2 separate regions of the Callithrix jacchus genome follow, and region 2 is linked to region 1. A link is a contact called in public Hi-C data. All regions are on one chromosome and are shown on one strand. The core of a region is the stretch at or near the end of the contact, and the rest is flanking DNA. Distances in the headings are between cores, read along the strand shown.

Region 1 (6,971 bases), core at 3,277-5,776:
CAACTCCATGTTTTGGGTTTCTCCCAGAACTCTTAAATGTGAGGGGACTGTCTAAACAGAAGGACCTCATTGCAAAAGTAAAAACTCAAACATATGTGTAATAAGAACTCAAGATTCTAATCACTGTACATCATTTTATTTTAGGGGAGGTGGGCTGGAGGGCCCAGTAGGAACACTGCCCGTCCGCCTTGTACATCATTTTAGTCCAAATGTATTGAAATATCCTTGTGAGCAGGGCTCCTTCTATCTTAAGGTTGGAATCACCTCTTTTTCCTTTTTGTTCAGCTGGGGCAAAATTGCAGCAAGGACCTTGGGAAAGGGTTTCCCCAGCCTGTGCCAGATGTCTCAATTGAGTGTAAGCTATGATTAGAAACCTAAAAATTCTATTCTATATTCATCCTTTGAACTCCTTTGTGTTTCTGCTTCCTTTTTCTTAGTTCTTTTAGAAAAGTTCTCTTTAAAAAATTCCAGCCTTGCATGGTGGCGGGCGCCTGTAGTCCCAACTACTTAGGAGGCTGAGGCAGGAGAGACTCACTTGAACCCAGTAGACAGAGGTTGTAATGAGCCAAGATAGTGCCACTGCACTCCAGCCTGAGCGACAAAGCAAGACTTCGCCTAAAAAAAAAAAAGGCAAGCCAGGCATGGTGGCTCAGGCCTGTAGTCCCAGCACTTCGGGAGTTCAAGGCAGGCAGGACATCGAGACCATCTTGGCCAATGTGGTGAAACCCTGTCTCTACTAAAAATATAAAAAATAGCTGGGCATGGTGGTGCACGCCTGTAGTCCCAGATACTCGGGAGGCTGAGGCAGGAGAATCGCTTGAACCCAGGAGACAGAAGTTGTAATGAGCCAAGATAGTGCCACTGCACTCCAGCCTGAGCGACAAAGCAAGACTTCGCCTAAAAAAAAAAAAGGCAAGCCAGGCATGGTGGCTCAGGCCTGTAGTCCCAGCACTTCGGGAGTTCAAGGCAGGCAGGACATCGAGACCATCTTGGCCAATGTGGTGAAACCCTGTCTCTACTAAAAATATAAAAAATAGCTGGGCATGGTGGTGCACGCCTGTAGTCCCAGATACTCGGGAGGCTGAGGCAGGAGAATCGCTTGAACCCAGGAGACAGAAGTTGCAGTGAGCTGAGATTGCGCCACTGCACTGCAGCCTGGTGACAGAGGCAGACTCAAAAAAAAAAGAAAAAAGAAATCCAGCTTTGTCTTAATTGAACCAAGAACAGTATATTTTTTGTTTCTTGTTTTCCATAGCTGTGTCTGGAGTAAGCAATGAAGAAGAAAAGCTGTAGGATTGAGAATCCAGGGACTCAGGAGACGAAGCAGCTCTGACCTCAGACAACCCCAGATGCCTGGCCTGGGGGTGAGGGCCAGGGACAGTTCATCCAACTCTTATATTCTGATATGGAAGTTGTAGACACAGGCACCTTTCTCCTTGGGAGGCCCCGGAGGGCAAGAGGAACCAAGATGGGGACTGTGGGCACCCAGGAGGAGTGGAAGTGGTTCTCAGGTTTAGCTGCTCTTTAGAATCACCTGGGGGATTTTTACACTCTTAATTTCCACACTGCGCCCCAGACCAACCTAGTCCAAACCTCTGGTGGCTAAAGCAGTATGTGTTAAAGCCCCCGAGTGATTTCAATGAGCTGTCCCTGTGCAGAATTTGAGACCGCTGCTGACAGCCCCTAGTCAGCAGAACTGTAACCTCAGCCTATACCTAAGTTTTGCACTTTTGAACTTGGTGTCCTGATTTTAATAACATCGCCCTCTTTTTGTTATAGGGGTCTTAATGAGTCAGTGATGTGTCTCCATGGAGCATCCCTACGCCTGTTTAGAAGTTACAGATAGTCTTTCCATCCTTTGTGTCCGTGGCCCTGCAGTCCTCTGAGCCTCTTCCTCCTCACCTGACCCCTCAACCTTCTTTGCTGGCACCCCTCCCTCCAGCCACCCTGAAGGAGTCCCAGATTCTGCCTTTGATCCTCTTTCCTTTTCAATCTGCCCTCCTTTTCTCTTGTGATTGCTTTCATTTTCACAGTATTCACAATGATCCATCTGTACCCCCTTAACGTATACCTCCAGATTCACACAGTCACCTGCCTGGAGACATTCTAGAGCTCCCTCCCCTCCCTCTCTCCTCCCATCCATCCATCCATCCATCCAATCATTCTTTAGCACAATGATGTGTCCTACAATGGTAAGATATGGTGGTCCCTGCCCTGGCAGACTCCACCACATTGAAAATACTGATGTATTGACATATAAATGGATGCAGTGGGAGAAGAGCAGGGTGAGAGTGTGTTGGTCCAGCCATGGCACCTGATCAACTCTGTGGGGCATCAGAGAAGGTGGTGGGCAGGAAAGGCTTCTCCAGAGAGGAGAAGATACTGAGTTAGATTGTAAAGGATGCCAAGATCACCAGGACACTGGTGGGCTCAAGACAGTGTAGTATGCAGGGAACTACAGAAGTTCCACTTGGTCAGAGCAAAGAGTTGGATTATGGAGAGACGGGACAGGGTAGTGTTGAAAAATTGGGGAGAGAGACAGTGACCTGCTCATATAAGCCTCCTGTGCCATTCTGAGTGTTCAGCACCTCTTAAGACAGTCGGGAGCTTATGAGGTGTTATGTGATGAGATGTCTGCATATAGAAAGTTCCTTCTTGCCTATGATCAGGTAGAGGATGGTTTGAAGGCTTCCTGATGGGCATTCAGAAGAGCCACAACATGATGCTTCTGTTGGTCTATAATATAGACTGTATATATCACCAGCTCTGGTTGTCCAGACTCCAGCCATCTCTAATTCTACCTAACAAGGCCCCTTGACCCCAGGCTGCTCTCCACCCTGTACTGCTCGTTCCTTCTCACTGTGGCTGACTGGCTGGTTAGCTGGCTGGCGGTTGGTTGGTTTGCATCTGTTTTTTTCCATCTATTTTTATGCACCATTTCAGACCATACCTTTCTGATTTACTCCATCCTGTACACCATGGTTAGAGTTATCTTTCAGTGAAACACAAATATAATGGTTATTCTCTGCTAAAAAACAAAAAAAAACCTTATAATCATTTTGTATTACATACAGACTATCTAAACTTTTTGTCCTTGCTTTTAAAATGGGCGCCTGGCTTGCCTGTGCTTCCAGCCATTTCTCCCACTAACCACTGCCTCTGTTGTGTGTGGCCTTCTGGCCTTTTAGACCCATCTCTCAGCTCCCCATTATGGGAACAAGCCTTCTATCATTCCCACCTCTATATCTTTACTCATGCAGCTTCCTCCACTGGAAATGGCCTTTTCTATCAAAGTCAACTCATCTTCCATTTCTCTTCCACTTGGAGTCAATCCAAGTGTAGTGGCTAAAAGTATGGCTTCTAGAGCCCAATTTCCTGCTGCTGAATCCAGGCTTTGGCACTTACTGGTCTATACAATTTCCTTAAACTCTATGCGCTTCAGTTTTCTCTTCTGTAATAATGGGGAAGTGATGGTATCCCATAATCAGAGTGATTGTGAAAGTTACTAGACACTTAGAATAGCGTTTCATACATGGTAAGCCATCAATAAATGTTAGCTGTTGTTATTACTGGTTTTCCCTATAACGCCTCTTTTACTTTGATTTATTCTGGAATTATTAGCCCAATACATATTATTTATGAATGTGTCTGGCTTCCTTCAATATATTGAAAGTGCATAGGAGTCAAGAACTCTGACTAATGCACATAAATGATTTCCCTCAGTGTATATGCAGCAATGCTTTGACTATCCAGACAGTCCCTGACTTACCATGGTTAGGCAACCTTTACAGTGATGCAAAAGTGATATGCTTTCAGTAGAAATTGTGCTTTGAGTCCCATAGAGCCATTCTGGTTTTTATTTGCAGTCATCAATAGATTACAAGATATTCAAAACTGTATTACAAAATGGGCATCGTCAGATTGTGTCCAGCTGTGGGCTAATTTGTTCATTTAAGGTAGGCTAGGCTTAACTGATACTCAGTAGGTTAGATGTATTAAATGTATTTTTGACTTGCAGTCGATTTTATTACAATTAGTTTATCTAGGCCTCCTGACAAAATGGAAAAACGCTGAAGGTGAGCTATACTCCAGCAGGCACCAGAACCCGGAAGTGAAGCAGGTTACCCTGAGGCCACTACTTAGAAACTGCAAGTGGCATCCTGGAGGTGTGCTTGTCTTCAGATGTAATCTCCCACCTTAAATGTGGATCCCATTATCTGATTCAGGCAGCTGGAGGGAAGAAGCTGTAGGCACCTTCGTTCTGCTTTTGTAGCACAGCTCAGAAGCAGTCAGCCCATCAGAGAACAATCTTGGAGTTACCTGCCACCTTCAGCCGGCCAGCCAGGGGTGCTGAGGTAACTGGGTTAATGACCAGGTTTATAGCACCTTTCTTTGAAGGCATTGTGTATTGCGTGTATTTTTCAGAAATTAGACGACGGGGTTCCAAGGATCCCTTGGTGAAGGCTCTCCAGCTGCTTGACAATCCCTGTGAACCCGCGGAGGGCAGCCTGAAGTCAGAGACCTTGGCCAAAAGACGGAGTTCCAAGGACCTGCTGGGGAAGCCGCCACAGCTGTACGACACTCCCTACGAGCCTGCAGAAGGGGGCCCCAGGGCAGAGGGGAAGGCGCGGCCCCCAGACAGCCGGCTGCCCGAGAATGACGAGCGGCCCGCAGCCGAGTACGAGCAGCCCTGGGAGTGGAAGAAGGAACAGATCGTACGTGCTCTGTCAGGTGAGGGCGCCAGCCAGGACCGCCCCAGTGTGGCTTCCGGCTTCCGGCCAGTATGGGCTCTTGTCAGGTGAGGGCGCCAGCCAGGCCCGCCCCAGTGTGGCTTCCGGCATCCGGCCAGTACGGGCTCTGTCAGGTGAGGGCGCTAGCCATTCCCGCCCTAGTGTGGCTTCCGACTTCCGGCTAGTGCATACCCTGTCGGGTGAGAGCGCCAGCCAGGCCCGCCCCGGTGTGGCTTGCGGCTACTGGTCGCGTACTTGTTTTTTCATTGTGGGTACTTTTATATTCCTTTATCTTCTCAGTGTGCAACTGTTTTGGAAATGCCTGAAATGACTATTGAAAGAGTACACCTGGCTAGGCACTGTGGCTCACGCTTGTAATTCGGGTTACTTCAGACCAAGATAGGTGGATGAGTCGAGCCCAGGAGTTGGAGACCAGCCTAGCCAACTTGGCGAAACCCCATCACTACTAAAAATACAAAAATCAGGGCCGGGTGCGGCGGCTCACACCCGTTATCCCAGCACTTTGGGAGGCTGAGGTGGGCGGATCACAAGATCAAGAGATCGAGACCATCCTGGCCAACATGGTGAAACCCTGTCTCTGCTGGAAAAAATAATAATCATACGGAAATTGGCTGGGCATGGTGGCGCACCTGTAATCCCAGGTACTCAGGAGGCTGAGGCAGGAGAATCGCTTGAACCCAAAACGTGGAGATTGCACTGAGCCGATTGCGCCACTGCGCTCCAGCCTGGGCAACGAGGTAAACTCCGTATCAAAAAAAAAACAGAAATTAGCGGAGTGTGGTGGTGTGCGTCTGTAATTCCAGCTACTTGGAAGGCTGAGGTGGGAAAATTGTTTGAACCTGGGAGGCGGAGGTTGCAGTGAGCCCAGATAGCACACTGCACTCCAGCTAGGGCAACTGAGCGAGACTCTGTCAGCAGAAAAAGAGAAAAGAATGCTCCTAATCACTGTACCTTTATTTTCTCACCACGGAAGCTATCAAATTGGAAGCAGCTTTTTCTAGCTCTAACTTAGTGCATCAAACCTGTTAAAATCCCTAGTTATAAAATGGCAATGCTGGATAAAATGGAATACAAGTAGAGATGGCCGGAAAGCTGGAGGAATCTGGATGGTTTGGTTTGGTTTGGTTTGGTTTTCAAAAATCCTCCAAAGGAATCTGTTCTTCAGGTGTGAATTTTTAAAATATCTTTTAAAAAGTTGATAAATGGGTTTTCAATAGACGTTACATGTAATTCTCCCTCCTGCTTCTCTGAAGACATAGTTTTTCTACTTGGCTGGCCACATAATTTCTTTGCCTTTAATTTAACATTTTAAGCATATCTCTTTCCTGTAATAGTAAAGCCAGGTTTCCATTTAAAAGTATAACCAGGCTGGGTGCTGTGGCTCACACCTATAATCCCTGCACTTTGGAGGCCAAGATGGGTGGACCACCTGAAGTCAAGAGTTTGAGACCAGCCTGGCCAACATGGTGAAACCCAGTCTCTACTACTCTACTAAAAACACAAAAGATTAGCCAGGCGTGGTGGTGGGTATCTAATCCCAGCTACTGAGCAGGCTGAAACAGGAGAATCACCTGAACCCTGGAGGCGGAAGTTGCAGTGAGCCAAGATCGCACCACTGCACTCCACCCTGGGTGAACAGAGCAAGATTCTGTCTCAAAAAATAAACATAAGTAAGTGGCCGGGCGCCGTGGCTCATGCCTGTAATTCCAGCACTTTGGCAGGCCAAGGCAGGTGGATCACCTGAGGTCAGGAGTTCGAGACCAGCCTGGCCAACATGGTGAAACCCCATCTCTACTAAAAATACAAAAGATTAGCCAGGCATGGTGGTGACAGGCACCTGTAATCCCAGCTACTGGGCAGGCTGAGACAGGAGAATTGCTTGAACCCAGGGGCCGGTGGTTGCAGTGAGCCGGGATCACACCATTGCACTCCAGCTTGGGCAACAAGAGCAAAACTCCCTCTCAAAATAATAATAAGTAAATAAATAAAAATATAACCAGGCCAGGTACAGCGGCTCACCCCTGTAATCCCTGCATTTTGGGAGGCCAACATGGGTAGATCACTTGAGGTCAGGAGTTTAAAACCAGCCTGGCCAATATGTTGAAACCCTGTCTCTACTAAAAATATAAAAATGAGCAGAATGTGGTGGTGCATGCCTGTGGTCCCAGCTACTCAGGAGGCTGAGGCGAAAAGAATTGCTTGAACCCAGGAGGCAGGGGT
Region 2 (6,826 bases), core at 2,446-4,945, 74 kb before region 1:
GTATTTTCGATAACTATTTTTCACAGCTATATAGTGTTCCCTTTTAGGCAAGTCTGTGCACATACCTTTTCTTTCCAAGTAAAATTGCTGGGTTAAAGTTTTAATGTTTTTTGAATATTAATTACTAAACTGACTTCCAGAAGTGTTGCTATTACCAGGATTACCCTGGGGTCTAGGGCAACAGCACCAATGACCAACACCTCTACAACTCTTTCCCTTCTTGTCCCTTTCCTTTTTTGAGTCAGAGTCTCACACTATCACCCAGGCTGGAGTGCAGTGGTGCCATCTTGGCTCGCTGCAACCTCTGCCTCCTGGGTTCAAGTGATTCTCAAGTCTCAGGCTCCTGGGTAACTGGGACTACAGGCACCTGCCACCATGCCCGGCTAATTTTTGTATTTTTAGTAGAGATGGAGTTTCACCACATTGGCCAGGCTGGTCTCAAACTCCTGACCTCAAGTGATCTGCCCACCTCGGCCGTAAGGGGTGGAGCAAGAATACAACAAAAGTAATGAGTAGGAGCTATCCTATAAGGAGCCTCTCCTCTGTACCACAAATCATGCCAAAGCTTCCCACAGGGGCCATTATCTTCTTCTTCTTCTTCTTCTTCTTCTTCTTCTTCTTCTTCTTCTTCTTTTTTGAGACATAATCTTGCTCTGTTGCTCAGACTCGAGTGCAGTGGTGCCATCTCGGCTCACTGCAACCTCTGCCTCCCAGGTTCAAGCAATTCTCCTGCCCCAGCCTCCGACTACAGGTGTGTGCCACCATACTCAGCTAATTTTTGTTATTTTTAGTAGACACAGGGTTTCACCATGCTGGCCAGGCTGGTCTCAAACTCCTGACCTCATGATCTGCCTGCCTCGGCCTCCCTGGGCCTGGCCCCTGCACCTGGCTGGGGCCATTATCTTCTTCATCTCTGCATCCCCAGTGCCCTCTACAATTCCTGCAAAGATCAAGTGCTCAGGACACTATTTGTTGAGCCAATGACAGAAATTGATGCTCAGGGAGCAAGTCAAAGGAGAAGGTTGCTCACTCTACTCCAAACATGGGCACCTGTAACAAATGACCTTTGCAGAAAAATTAAAATCCCTACAATCCATTTTCCACAGAACAGCCAGAGTGATCTTTTAAATTTTTAACCCAGCTCATGCCACTTCCTGCTTAAAATCCTCCAGGGGTTTCCCACTGTGCTTTGAATAAAACCCAAATAATGTACTGTGATCTCCATAATCTAGCCCTGGACTCATTTCCTACCCTCTGCCCTTTCACTAGATACAAGCCATGCTGAGCCCGATTTTTAAAAAACCTTTTGTGCTCTTCTCATGTGCACTAATTTACGCACTTTAGGTGTGTTGTGTTCTCACATAATTTTCCTAACAGTAGGTACTATTATGATCTCCATTTTACAGGTGTGGAAACCGAGGCACAAACAAGCGAAGCAATTCGCCCACAGTTACATCATTAATAGTTGGCAGAACTGGGGTTCAAAGCACTAAAAAGGCAAGTGGGGTACAAGGGCATAGACTCTGGAGACAGACCTAGGAACTCTGCTTACGGACTGGATATCTTTGCAGAGTCACTCTTTTTCCCCACCTGTAAACAGGTAAAAACACTTATATTGCCATGCTGTTGGGAGATTTAAAAATACATGCACTGGACGGGCACGGTGGCTCATGCCTGTAATCCCAACACTTTGGGAGGCTGAGGCAAGTGGATCATGAGGTCAGGAAATCGAGACCATCCTGGCCAACATGGTGAAACACTGTCTCTACTAAAAATATAAAAATTCGCTGGGCGTGGTGGTGCGTACCTGTAATCCCAGCTACTTGGGAGGCTGAGGCAGGAGAATCCCTTGAACCAGGCGGTCGGAGGTTGCAGTGAGCCAAGATCACACCACTGCACTCCAGCTTGGCGTGGAGTGCGAGATTCCGTCTCAAAAAAAAAAAAAACAAAAAACAAAACTTGCACCTGGGCACAATGGCTCGTATGTATAATCCCAGTACTTTGGGAGGCTGAGATGGGTGGATCACTTGAGCCCATGAGTTTGAGACCAGCCTGGGCAACATAGCAAGACCCCTTTCTACAAAAAAATACAAAAATTAGCTGGCCATGGTGGTGTGCAGCTGTAGTCCCAGTTATTTGAGAGGCTGAGGTGGGAGGACAGCTTAAACCCAGGAGGTCGAGGCTGCAGTGAACTGAGCCTGTACCTCTGCACTTCAGGCTGGACGAGAAAGCAAGACCCTGTCTTATATATATATTTTTAAATATTTGCAAACACCCTGGCTCAGGAAACAATAAACCAGAAGTCCTACCACAGACTTTTATGCTATCAGCTTGTATATACAAAGTCAACATGTAGCAAACTGTTCAGGCCACCCAAACGAGATAAATAGGACCAGGAACAGACTGTAATCATCTTTATCCATACCCCAACTTGGCCAACGGAGGCTTCTGCAAAGACAAGTGAATAGCCTTCCAGCAAAGGCTAGCTCATTTTAGTCCAAGTGGGATAGAAAGGGGGCAATCTGGCCAGTGGTTTAAGGGCTGAGTTGGCCGAGCAGAACTGAGCAGGCCTTACCACAGGCTAATGACACCTGCCCTTGGCAAAGGAATGCCAGCTCGGGATTTCTGTAGCTTCAGCCAGCTTTGTCCTTTGTGATAGTGCCACCTACCGAGAGTCTGGAGGCACTACCTATTCCCGGCAGCTGCCAGGACCACTGCGACAAGGTGTTAGCCATTTAGGCCTAGGACAGGGCATGGGGTCTACCCGAGTCCGCACTCCTTCCATGACTCTGTAGGGGAAGTCCATGCTGTCCAACCCCCAGCCTCGTCCAGACTCATGGGGTCTAAAAAGCGCCAAAGGCCAGCTACTGACTACCGCTTATACATAATAAAGCAGTGATCCATTATTATTCCTCATTTCATGGTCTCCTCTCATCGAATCCCTCCCTGGAAATAGGAAAAAACAGGCATCGTCCTCATGAGAGCCATTGTACGATGAGGAAACTGAGACTGGGCGGAAAAGTGATTAACCCAAGGTCACAAAACGCCATCAGAGCCAGGGCTCAGACGAGAATCTACGCCTCTTGCATCCTGGTCCCGGGCTCCTTCCCCGACCACACGCCCCTCATTCAGGGTGAAGATACAGTATGCCCACCCCCACGGGGAGCACAGGCTCCGGGATCCTGCGCCGTAGACCAGCATCGGGAGCGCAGGATAAAGATTGCACGGCGGAGACTGCACTTCTTTCTTCTCTGACTATGGAGTGCCGGGCACACTCGCCACGGCTCGGGGGCGGGGGAAGCGGGGCCCGGCGCAGGAAACAGCGTCCTGCGCGGGTAGCCCCTGGGAGCACGCGGCGCTAGGTCACGTGAGAGGGGAGCGCCGACGAAGGGGCGTCGCGCGCAAGCACGCACGACGTACGCAAACACGCACTGAGGCGCTCACATAGAGGCAAGCCCCAAGCCCCGGGTCACATGTGGAGGGTGGCAGGCGAGAACAGGGGGGCGGGAAAGACGGAGAGATCACGTGGAGGAGGCCAGAGCAGGGAAGTCACGTGAGGGGGACGGAGGCGGGGCCGCCGAGGAGGAGGAGGAGGAGGTGGAGGAGGAGGAGGGGCGCGCGGCTTCCGGCGGCTGGAGGGGGCCAGTGAGCGGAGCGGGGGGGCCTGTCCCGGAGGTGGCGGCGGCGCCATCTTGGCGAAGGGGGGATCAGGAAGTGCGGACCGCGGCGGCGGCGGCGGCGGCGGAGCCCGGAGCGGAGGCCGGAGGCTCCCGGCCCGCCGGCCCCGGAGCGGAGCGGAGCGGAGGATGCAGCAGCCGCAGCCGCAGGGGCAGCAGCAGCCGGGGCCGGGGCAGCAGCTGGGGGGCCAGGGGGCGGCGCCGGGGGCCGGGGGCGGCCCGGGGGGGGGCCCGGGGCCGGGGCCCTGCCTGAGGCGAGAGCTGAAGCTGCTCGAGTCCATCTTCCACCGCGGCCACGAGCGCTTCCGCATTGCCAGCGCTTGCCTGGACGAGCTGAGCTGCGAGTTCCTGCTGGCTGGGGCCGGAGGGGCCGGGGCGGGGGCCGCGCCCGGACCGCATCTACCCCAACGGGGATCGGTGCCTGGGGATCCTGTCCGCATCCACTGCAACATCACGGTGAGGACTCTCTCGCTTGCGCTTCTGTGGGGGCCTCTTGTCAGGGACCCAGGATCACTACATCCAGCTTTTTGCTCTCGAAGGACCTGGGAGGCCGAAGCCCCTCTCAGGGCTCAGCTCTTTCTCTCCAGGTTACACTTGTTTCTGCTGCTTGAGGTTCTGCGGTGCCCCCAGAATCTCTACCATTGACCCCGATAGCGAGGGACACCCCGACATATGGCGCCTAGACTACCCATTTCCACGAACCCACCCACATCCCAAGGTTCATTATTTTGGCTTTTTTGGCTACTCTTCCACAACTTTAACTTGCCACCTAGGAATGCGCCTTTCTTCCCCTTACTCCTATTTCAAGGTTTTAGGCCTCGGCACTGACCCCAGCTGGAAAGCCCTGGCCTGGAACTCTCTGCACATTTCGGTGATGCCCCCTTCTCAGTATTACCTCTGACTTAGGACGTTGCCACCTGTGGGATCCTCGCCTAGGCATCCCTCATGGAGCCCCTCTTGCTCTCTGAACTTCACCAAGTCATAGTTTGCAGCTCACTGACTCCTCCTCTTTCTCTGGATTCCCTCTTTCTGGTGTAACCTCTAACTCTGCTCTTTTTGCCTCGGTTGGTAGCAGTTGTGCCACTCCCCTCCCTGTTCCCTGTGGATGTCCAGTTGCCGTGGGTTGTTGCCTTTCCTGGTAATGATAGTGATGTGATGTGCCAGGGCCACCCTCATTTTTTCTGAGCAGTAACAGTTGCATTTCTCCCCTGTGAGGGTTATTCCATCTTAGGCATACACCTTACTTGTCTCCTGCCTGGTCTACCCTCAGACATCCCTTGAATGGAGAACTGGCTTCTGCTAATTTGGGAATGTCTGGTATTGCATGGTATAGCACTTACATTGGTTGATGTTACCTGCTGTGATGGTATTCTCTCTACCCGGAGCAGTAGCTGAAATGCTAGCAGACAGTACTTTATCCAAGCAGGCAGACCGAATCCGAGTAGCCTGAGGAAAGGCAGAGTTGTGAATTCTCTGGTACTTGGGGGCCTAAATTCAACTGACATGGTGTTTTCTGTCCCTTTTCTCAATCAAACCGGGTCAAGGTTTGGTGAGGTAAGCCTCAGTTTGGATTGATTGGTGCCCCACCAAAACTCATACCATTTCATACCCCACTCAAACCATTTCTCTCATTTCCTTTCGTCTTTCCTGCTAAAAAGTTAGAATTGAAGGGCTAGGAGTGGCTTAGTCAAGTGAAGACTTGGGCATCTTTGATAATTATTTTTCCTCCAGCATTGAGGATTAGAGCCATGGCAGTGCTGAGATACCCAGTAGAGGTGGATAAGGAACCTCAAGAGTTAATTTTGTTCTTGAATTAAGCTTCTAATTCCTTAAGGGTAGGTTTGCCCCCCATCCAGCTGCTTTCTGTTGCCTGAGGCCATTTACTGCCTTTGTCTCTGGCAGGAAGTTAAATTTAGGGGGTCCTCAGCCAGATGCCCCTTGGTCCCTATAAAGGAGACTTGGCCTAAACTAGCCCCCTTGGTTTGGGCAGAGGGGGAGTCTGGTCAGGCTGCATTTGGCACCGTGGCTCAGGAATGCTGGGAATGTCAGCAGCGTAGGCTTCTTTCTCCCAGGCTGCCATGTGGAGCCCTACAGCCCACGCCTGGACTGAGAGGGTGGCAGGTTCCCAAGGGAGAGGTGGGGAGAATTGATCTTTGAGGGGTTCTTCTGGGAGTGGTGTGGAGAGATTCTTGCCAGTACCCTTTTACTCTTGGGTTCTAGAGATACAGTCGAGCTTTTATACTTCTTTCCCTACTGAACTCTGCTTTTTTCACTTCAGTGTGATTGTGATGAGGTGATCCCTTCCTCAACTGATTCTGGAGTTTGAAAAGCGAGCTTGGAGGACTCTGTTCTGGGTACAGGGAGAACCTGAAGTCTGGAACTTGTATAGGCAGTGCAGGAGATCAGAAGTTCCCCCTCGCTGTTAGCTAAGTTTGGCTGTGCCGGGTTTTCTGGTTTGTACTCTTGAGGAAAGAAAGAAAAGGTCCCAGCCTGCTTCTTGGAAAGAGTCCTCCCAAAGACTGGTTTTGTTTTCCAGTTTAGGATTTGTTGTGAAAGTGCTTGGTTAGATGCTGACCTGAATTGGGGATTTATGTGTTTTTGGGGGTGGGGTGGGAAGCAAAGGGGCTAGAAGTCTTGGGGGGAAGAGGGCAGGCAAAATCTGGCTTTTTCCCCAAGTCACCCATTTTGATTGCTTTTGTTGCTCTTTTCCCCTCAGGAGTCATACCCTGCTGTGCCCCCCATCTGGTCAGTGGAGTCGGATGACCCTAACTTGGCTGCTGTCTTGGAGAGGCTGGTGGATATAAAGAAAGGGAATACTCTGGTGAGGGGGCCACAGGGTAGGGGTGCATTTTATTACTGTGAGGCTCATGTCACAAAGGCGTCCTATGAAAGGGATCCTGAAAAGTGGACGGTACAGGCAGCTAAACATTTAGGGGCTGACCTCCCAGGGGAGTTGCTTACTGAAGCCAGAGGGAGACCCTGCACCAGCCCTGGGATTGGTCCATCAGGAGACTCATTCCCATAGCCACATGGCCCATAAGGCTTAGAGAACTAGGTATTGGTTTGGGGCCCAAGCTAAGAGCTCGTCCATGCACTTGTCCAGATTGGAGTGGGGAAGGGAGTATTTGATGTCTCTGTGTTCCCTACCT

What was found. A called contact is a pair of places that touch in the nucleus more often than the background predicts.
Region 2: a Hi-C map of skeletal muscle shows a contact between it and region 1, with 5 times the contacts expected there. The contact joins the promoter of UBE2Q1 here to the enhancer-like site in region 1. A contact is called at or near these places in 3 of 3 Hi-C or Micro-C datasets (induced pluripotent stem cells and skeletal muscle).

Annotation. Positions count from the first base shown.
Region 1 is chr18:14,892,661-14,899,631 of calJac240_pri, reverse strand. It overlaps SHE (Src homology 2 domain containing E), which reads left to right. Exons shown (of 6, transcript XM_008984481.5): 3 at 4,426-4,731. Among named protein-coding and RNA genes, the nearest start is that of SHE, 12 kb to the left of the region's middle. Within about 2 kb of position 4,526, at least 12 of the 16 cell types and tissues checked have an H3K27ac peak or open chromatin away from gene starts, as enhancers often do. A contact at or near this core is called in skeletal muscle, where this site is marked.
Region 2 is chr18:14,965,619-14,972,444 of calJac240_pri, reverse strand. It overlaps UBE2Q1 (ubiquitin conjugating enzyme E2 Q1), which reads left to right and starts at 3,695. Exons shown (of 13, transcript XM_017966311.4): 1 at 3,695-4,133; 2 at 6,394-6,498. The coding sequence starts at 3,807.